Linked DNA regions of Zea mays: region 2 is linked to region 1. Evidence: chromatin contacts called from public Hi-C data. All regions are on one chromosome and are shown on one strand. Each heading gives the region's core, a stretch centred on a gene start, on an enhancer-like site or on the middle of the called end of the contact. The rest is flanking DNA. Distances are from core to core; before and after follow the strand shown. Region 1 holds the start of LOC103654735 (transcription factor GTE4). Region 2 holds the start of LOC100273026 (cytochrome b6-f complex iron-sulfur subunit).

What was found. A called contact is a pair of places that touch in the nucleus more often than the background predicts.
Region 2: a Hi-C map of ear shows a contact between it and region 1, with 2.3 times the contacts expected there. The contact joins the promoter of LOC100273026 here to the promoter of LOC103654735 in region 1. A contact is called at or near these places in 2 of 25 Hi-C or Micro-C datasets (ear and tassel).

The regions. Positions count from the first base shown.
Region 1 is chr4:234,429,735-234,433,974 of Zm-B73-REFERENCE-NAM-5.0, reverse strand. It overlaps LOC103654735 (transcription factor GTE4), which reads left to right and starts at 2,443. Exons shown (of 5, transcript XM_008681562.4): 1 at 2,443-4,240. The coding sequence starts at 2,752.
Region 2 is chr4:234,646,279-234,650,436 of Zm-B73-REFERENCE-NAM-5.0, reverse strand. It overlaps LOC100273026 (cytochrome b6-f complex iron-sulfur subunit), which reads left to right and starts at 1,736. Exons shown (of 5, transcript NM_001147475.1): 1 at 1,736-1,829; 2 at 2,049-2,281; 3 at 2,431-2,548; 4 at 2,667-2,849; 5 at 2,964-3,327. The coding sequence starts at 1,785. The coding sequence ends at 3,068.

The DNA of each region.
Region 1 (4,240 bases), core at 1,194-3,693:
TCAATCTCAACGTTGGGATTCATCTTCCCTGCGAAATTAGTGGCGACAAGGCAACAAATATAGGTGGAATATGAAGCTATATAGAATCTCACAACCTCACCACTCTTACCAACCAAAGCTCTTATGAGTTCCCTGCGGGTTGTAAGAAGATGTGTGGTGGTAACAAGAAAGTGGTGGTTAAGCGAATACAAGACCAGAGTACCGATTACGATGGCTTATATGTGGAGCTTGGTGGGGAATAATAAACAAGGGATGCAATCTGAATCCTAGTTGTTGTAAAGTTAAATAACCATCCAACTAGAAGTTCCGTGCCTAGTGCTGACCACAAGATACGAGTGATGTAAATAGATCAAACACACGCGCAAGAAATTTCAGATTTGATGCAGACAAGGAGTATGATTGGAATGCAAGTGTTGCAATCAGATCCAACCAAAATTTTGCACCAAATGACAATAGCAAACTGGTTGAACAACTTGATAAAATTTTCAGCACTTGTACACATAACAAACTGATTGTTCTACTTTTTTCACAATCTTGTTCAACACTTTTCTTTGGTACTTTTCTTTCTTCTCTTTTTTTGATACTCTTTTTTTATAGAACTAAACACAGAGATCTGATATGATATTGCACACTTTATAATACTTAACAAAGAACTCAACCAGCAGTTATAACTTAAATAGGATCAAAGTTAACGTGAAGGAAATGATAAGAGTTTTCATATTTTTCTTTTTGTGGATATTTTCAGATATATATAAGAGGCTCAAAGGAAACACAAAGGATAGAGTGACCAGCAACTAAACAAAGATTCTAAGGGCTAAAACTTAACAAAACTCATTGAAACAACAGATTGAAACAAAGGGCTATGACAAAATATTTTATGGCTTTTGGTGGATAGGACGAACACAAAATATATGTAGCTAAGGGTAAAGAATCCTACCGTGGAAACTAAGGCTTTGATACCAGATGATGTGTCATGATGCCCGATCTTCACGATGTAGGATCAATCTTCAGATAACTAGCTTCAAAGAAGCCAAGATAACTTGCTGCAAGCAGCGATAACTAGTGCAACCTGACAAATAAAACTCGAAGCCAACCACCGTCTTTAACCGGCAGCCTGAATCGAGGATTCGTCCAACCACACTCTCAAAGAACCAACCAACATAGCCTACAATCAATCGAGGAGACCTCGAAGAGAGTAGGAGCACCAATTGGGAGCGGATGAAGCCGCCGCTTCTGCAATCCCGCGAAGGAATTCACAAGAGCAAAGGGGTAGAGATCACTCTCAATATTTGTTAGCACATAGCTGAACAAAGGGGTTATGTTTTAGATTATCATAAGCTGCCTTGCATCATAGACATAGGGGGGTATTTATACTAGTAACAACCAGCCTTAGCGAGGTATAAACACGAAACAAAAGTATTTTCACGTGCTAATGTGAAGGAGCCTCTTCGGGAGATCTGCAGAGCTGATTTCCGTGTGGCTGTTTGACTTCTGCGCAGCCTTCAGTATTTTGACAATAACTTCTTCTAGGAATCTTCAAATGACGTGGGACTGGTTGCATTGGAAAGCTAACTTGATAATCTTTCTCACCATATATAGCATGCTTAATGAAACTTCGTAGAATGATACAGTTTAATACGAAAACTTGGTCATCAAGCAGACTGTTGACCTTCTGACCAGTCAGCACTAAAGTAGGTCGGCTGCCTTTCTGGTAGATTTGATTAAGTCGGCTTTAGAAGCATTGGAAACTAGACTTCAAGAGTTTTCCAAAAAGTACTTATGGGCCTTCATAGCTTTTGGGAATCAAAAGATATGACTGTTTCTTCTGGACGGTTCTGTTGCGCTGGACTGACTCGGACATAGCTCTTCTTGTTGATTCGCCTTTGATATGTTTTGTCCTTCCTCTTTGGTGAACCTAAGTAATATCAACATACACGACTTAGGTAGCATAAAGTTCTCATTAGTGTTTAATTGAAATTCATAAAGTAGCGCGTGCACCTCTTGTTGTAGCTTCTTAGCTCGGCTACGTGTAATTGGTCCATCAAAGACTTGGGTTGGTGATGATATTGGTTGTACTTGAGTTGATATAGTATGACTTGGGGGTTGTAACGTATTGCTTAATGGCGTGGTCATATCAGCTCGTCTCTTGTATTTTTTTTCGCTTAGCCTCTTGAGACTTTACAAGAGACCCCATATTAAATGAGGCCCTATTTAATAGGGGTCTTTTGAGGGGTCTCTAAGGGGTTAACTGCAATAAAATGCAAGACACGAAGAGCCCGTCGTTACATAATTCTCCATACGCATTGTTTTTTAGCTGCATTTATGATTTAGGAAAAACTCAGAGTTGTAACATGCTGTTTCTATATTGTTTTTTGCAATTAGAAAACCTTTCCAATGTAGTACCATATCAGTACACGCCAATACGAAAATCCACCGTATCCGCGTACCCATCCCTAGGCGAGAGGGGATGGTGCCCTGGCACCAGCCACACGAGCGCCCTCACCTGCTCCTGCGACGCTCGTCGGCTCAGCAGCAGTCCTCCCCCACAAAAGCAGAGACGCGTCCGACGCCGCCACCAAAAGCACCTTCCCCAGCCACGCTCCGCCGCCATAGCCGCAGGAAAATATCAAATCGGAGCCGCGAAGCACAACAGAAATTTTTTTCCCTAGGGCTTGCACGCAAAACCCTCCTGAATTCCCCAATTCCGTGCCGTCCCTCGCTTCTTGTGGGCCACGAATCTAGGGTTTATGCATGGCTTCTGACCCTCCCGGAGATGGCACCAGTGGTGAGGAGACGGCGCCGGGCCCTGCCCCCGCCGTGGAGGCGCCGCCTGCTCCCGCCGTTCCGGCCAGGTCGCGCTGGGCCGCTGAGATCAAGGTCTACACCCGTAAGCACCCCCGCAAAAACCCTAAACCTCCTCCAGAATCAGCGGCTGACCCCGTTTCTGTTCCTTCCCCGGCTCCGAATCCCCTTTCTGAAACCTTATCCTCGATTCGCCGCTCCATCCACCGCACGGAGGCGGTGGACGCTGCGGCGCTGTCCGATCCGGCAGCGCCGGCCTCGGTTCCCACCCGGGCGCCGTCTGGGGAACGTGGCGCCGCCTCTGGGGATCCCTCGTCTGGGCTGAACCGGGTCGGCGGCGGTATTCCTAACGGCCACGGCGACGACCGGGCGGCCGCCGCTGCTGTGAAAGCTGAGAAAGCACGGAAACGCAGGTTAAGGAGTGAGCTGCGGCGCTGTCTGGCAGGAGAGCTCGACCAGGTCCGCGTGCTCTCCAGGCGACTGAAGGAGGCTGCCGAGGCCCTGGCGCAACAGGAGGCTTCTGAGCCCGTGCCTTTGCCTTTGATGGTGCTGCCAACACAGCAGCAGGTGGTGGATGCTGGGTATGTTCAGCACCAGTTCTTGGCTGGTGATATGGCGGTGCCCATGCCTACTCAGATTGCAGCTGCCGTTACTCCTGCCCGCTCGCTGCTGCATCGCAGACCACTAACCGTGTCAGTTGTTCATAATGAAGCCTTTGAGAAGGAGAAACGGACGCCGAAGGCCAATCAATTGTACCAAAATTCAGAGTTCTTGCTTGCCAAGGATAGGATTCCTCCCTCAGATTCACATGTGCGCAAGAAACCCAAGCACCACAAGAAGAAACATAGGTCCCTAGAATCTCGTGGCGCAGACTTTGATGCCGAGCGGCGCCTGTACTCTCATGCGTTCAAGAAGTCCTCATCACTTCTGAGCCGCTTAATGAAGCACAAGTTTGGGTGGGTGTTCAACAAGCCTGTTGATCCAGTCACACTTGGTTTGCATGATTATTTTACTATTATCAAGCACCCAATGGATCTTGGCACAATAAGGGGGCGGCTGAGCCGTGGGCAGTACAGGAACCCTAAGGAGTTTGCTGAGGATGTCCGTCTTACTTTCCATAATGCGATGACATATAATCCCAAGGGTCAGGATGTGCATTTCATGGCGGAGCAGTTGTTAGGAATCTTTGAGGCACAGTGGCCTGAGATTGAGGCTGAGGTTAACTACCTCGCATCATGTCCTCCATTGCCGAAGAAGTTTCCCCCGCCACCAATTGACCTGCGCTTCCTAGAGAGGTCAGATTCAATGAGACACCATGTGGCATTGGACACCAATTCAAGACCGATCAGTCATACTCCCACTTATACCCGAACTCCGTCAATGAAGAAACCAAGAGCAAAGGATCCAAATAAGAGGGACATGACAATAGATGAGAAGC
Region 2 (4,158 bases), core at 487-2,986, 220 kb before region 1:
TACATGGGCAGCTGAAGTCCAGCCTTGAAAAAGCTCCTGTAGACGACAACTTTGTCTTTCTTGGGCTTCAGAGTTGTCTCTTCTCCAGGGAGTCATACGTTGACCTTGTTGCTAAAGTAACCAAGCTTTTTCATCGTTTGCAAATCTTTCTCCTTCAGTGTGTACCGGCCCATCTCAATGTGACTTGGTTTCGATGGCCTATCCTTCGGCAACTCCTCCACAGGCTATGCTAAGGACGAAGCCTTCATGGCTTCGGAATTCAGCAAAGTATCCTAAAGTGCCTCCGAAGAAGTCAGCGTGGTTAGTCTAGCAGCTGAGTGGATCCTAGCCATCTAGACAATTTCTACCCGAAGGTGTTTTCCCTAAACTAGTCTTCGAGGCAGTGGTGGAGAAAAAGCTTCAGAGTCGCAGAAACTTTTGGCAGAAAGTGGGTGAGGGCAGTAAATGTGACTCACTCACACCCGCTCCGCTGCTTTTATACTGAGAATTGGGTGCGAAAGGGCGCGAGCAGCGAAAAAAAATCTGCACACGTGGACGTTGGCCTTCCCACCTTCTCCCTGTCTGGTGGAACACGAGCTTGGCTTCATTTGTACCAAAGTATTCATTTAACCTTTTCCATAACGAGCTTTGGGAAGGTGTTCTTCGGACATTTAGCTCAAGGACTACTAGATATATTTTTGTGTTTCGAGCTCGTTATGAAAAAATGAATTTATCCCGCAAGAGGCTACTGTTGGGGGCCTAGTTGCCCGAAGATCCTCAAAATAGCTAACCTTCGACATAAAAAGATGTATTTCAGGCACATAAGGAAGGGTGGCGAAGATGAAGACTGAAGTCACCAGCTTCGGCGTGCCAAAGGCTTCGTGTGCGGAAGCGACGAAGGAGAAAAGGTTGAAGACTTGTGCAGCAAGAAAGAGAGAAAAAACTTTGATGCCCCATGATATTTGTAAATCATAATTGTTAACTTTGTGGGCATACTTATAATTTCATACAAAGCTGTACCTCTCCCCTATAAATAGATGAACAGTGTCATGCATAAATGCTCCTTTTGGAGGGCTTCAAGCTTCATCTCTCTTACCCTTCGAAGTACATTCTAGTTGTTTTTTTGTGTAAAACCGAATGTATGCTTGTACATTTAATTCATAAGAAGGGTGAAATAAGAGAATGCCAAGGCATACAAGGTGACTAGCTTGCTTCGTCCTTAATCACACTTTTATACATCCTTACTTCGCCTGTGTCCTTCGTTTATTCCTTCTCCCTTAGACGAAGAAAGTTTCAATCCTCTAACTTGTGTTGCCTTGTTTTTGATATCATATAACAATTTAAAACAAGTGACCAACAATTATATATTCCATCCTATCCAAAGTATAATTCGTTACACTAATTACACATTCTTTAAGTAATATATAAATTTAGTTTGTATGTATGTCTATATTCATTATCATTTAAATGAGTGTGTACAGAAAAAATAAGCTAGAAAGAACTATATTTTAGGAGGCAGGAAGTATATTTTTTTATAAGAACTGAATGAATAGTTTACCGATAAACACCGCGTCATAAGCAGAGCGCGGGCGCGTGCCACAGCCACTGCCCGCAGCTTCGACATGTGCATGTGGTGGACGCAGTCCGGTGGGCGGTGGCTGCGCATCAACCAATCACCGGCCGCCTTCCTCGCCACACGGGGCAGAGATATAGTTAGGCTAGGCCCCGGGCGGCTCATCCGCAAGCCAGTGGACGCCAGTGAGTGAACACCAGCCGTCTTGGCCCGCTCCTTCCCTGCTGCGGCCATGGCGACCTCCGCGGCGCTCTCGACCGCCGCCAACCCCACCCAGGTGAGCAGCAACTTCCTTCTTCTGCCGCGGGGCGCCTACCTCCCCTGGCATTGACCCTTGTCTCGTGTGTTTGGCGGCGGGCCGAGGAGAAACAGAGTCTGTCCATGGTGTCACTAGTTTCCACCAGCGCGTTCTTCAGTCTCGCCCACCAAAGTTGCATCTGAATCGCATAACATGGTTTCTTCATGCATATACTGATGCCTCTGCCTGCAATGGCAGCTCTGCCGGTCCCGCGCTGCGTTGGGCAAGCCAGTGAAGGGGCTTGGCCTGGGGATGGGGCGGGAGCGCGCAAGCCAGCGGAGCATCACGTGCCAGGCGGCGAGCAGCATCCCCGCCGACCGCGTCCCCGACATGGAGAAGCGGAAGCTGATGAACCTCCTCCTCCTGGGCGCCATATCGCTGCCCACCGTCGGCATGGTCGTCCCCTACGGCGCCTTCTTCGTCCCCGCCGGGTGAGTCGTCGTCGTCGTCGTCGTCTCGACCGCGTTGCTTTGCATCAACAGCTAGCTAGCGGCGCACTGTATACACGTGTACGTGTTACCGGCCGCGCAGCAACTATTAACGAATAGCACCCCGGCCGGCCGGCCGATTTTGCACGCAGCTCCGGGAACGGCGGCGGCGGGACCTACGCCAAGGACAAGCTGGGCAACGACATCACGGTGGAGGAGTGGCTCAACACGCACGGTCCCAACGACCGCACGCTCGCGCAGGGGCTCAAGGTTCAGTCACGTACTCACCCGCCATCGTCGTCGTCACCTGCCGCTGCAGGCGTGTCTGTTGCGTTGATGATGCTCACGGCCGGCGTGTTTGCGTGCGCCGCCGCCGCCGCGCGTGCAGGGTGACCCCACGTACCTGGTGGTGGAGCAGGACAAGACGCTGGCCACCTACGGGATCAACGCCGTGTGCACCCACCTCGGCTGCGTCGTGCCGTGGAACGGCGCCGAGAACAAGTTCATCTGCCCCTGCCATGGATCCCAGTACAACAACCAGGGCAAGGTGGTCCGCGGACCGGCGCCTCTGGTAAAAACAAACGCACCCATTTCATGGATGATCTAGCTTCCTTATGATAGTGGAGCTGATTGTTGAGCTCCAGCTGATCTGTTTCGCATTGATATATTGCTCTTGTATTAACAGTCGCTGGCCCTGGTTCACGCCGACGTCGACGACGGCAAGGTCCTCTTCGTCCCGTGGGTGGAGACCGACTTCAGGACCGGCCAGGACCCGTGGTGGAGTGCATGAGGAGGATCATCCGACACAAGCGGTGCTCAGTACTCATAGGCTTTCTCCGAGGGCGTTGTTGCTACAAATTCACTTGCCTCTTGCCTCCAAATTATATATATTACACACACTGCATGAAACAAGAACACAGCTGTTTGTCATCTCTTCACTATAACCTTTTGAACACTCTGAAATCTGCTGTAATCAAATATAGACTTTCTCTGCCATCTGCTGATCAAGTGACCAGCAGGGAGAGCAATTTAGACTTTTTTTTTTGCCGAAATGACTTTTATGTAGTAGGCTCACACCAATTTCTAGTTACTTGGTCAATATTTCTCTTCCTCAATGAATGTACAAGTTTTTAGATCTTGATCTAGATCTACTTATGCTAAGTTTTTAGTTAACTCCTCTACTAGTTATACATCAACATAGCCTTTTAGTCTCAAGCAAGTTGTGGTAGGCTATAGTTAAAATCCAACAAGATATCACCAAAAAGAGAAAGAGGAGGAAAAATGTGACACCCCAGGTGTCTATTTCGCGTTATGTCGGGAGATTTATCCTAATCTCGGATGCTCAGTGAACATTTCTATCTCTTTATCACATCTATCTCCATTCATCAAGTTACCCATGAATGTTTCACCAAGTTTGGAATTATTCGATCTCAAGAACAGCCAAATTTGGAGCCTGTTAAAACTTTTGTTTCTTAAAGCAAACACAAATTCGAAAGTCAATCTCGTCTCGCAACTCCCGTCCAGACTCATTTATTCAGACTCTCGACAATTGTGATGTTATCTAATCTCTGTCCGAATCCGCTTTCTCGATAGTCAGTCTATGTCCAAATACTTAATCTGAATCCGCATTCTCCCACAGGATCTCTTTGTGCGAACCTCTAATTAATTCTTAGGCAACTCGACTTGTTTTCTATATATCATCATTCATCTCTATCTATCAAGTGTATTCTAAAGATTTCTCAAAGGTTGAACCAAATGCTCACATGAAAACATAAATCATATACTTGCTTGAGACTGCTCGATTAAATAAAAGCAAATTTAGAAATTCAACCAAGTTATGACAACTTTCCCAAAACACTCTAAATCAACTCTACAACAAA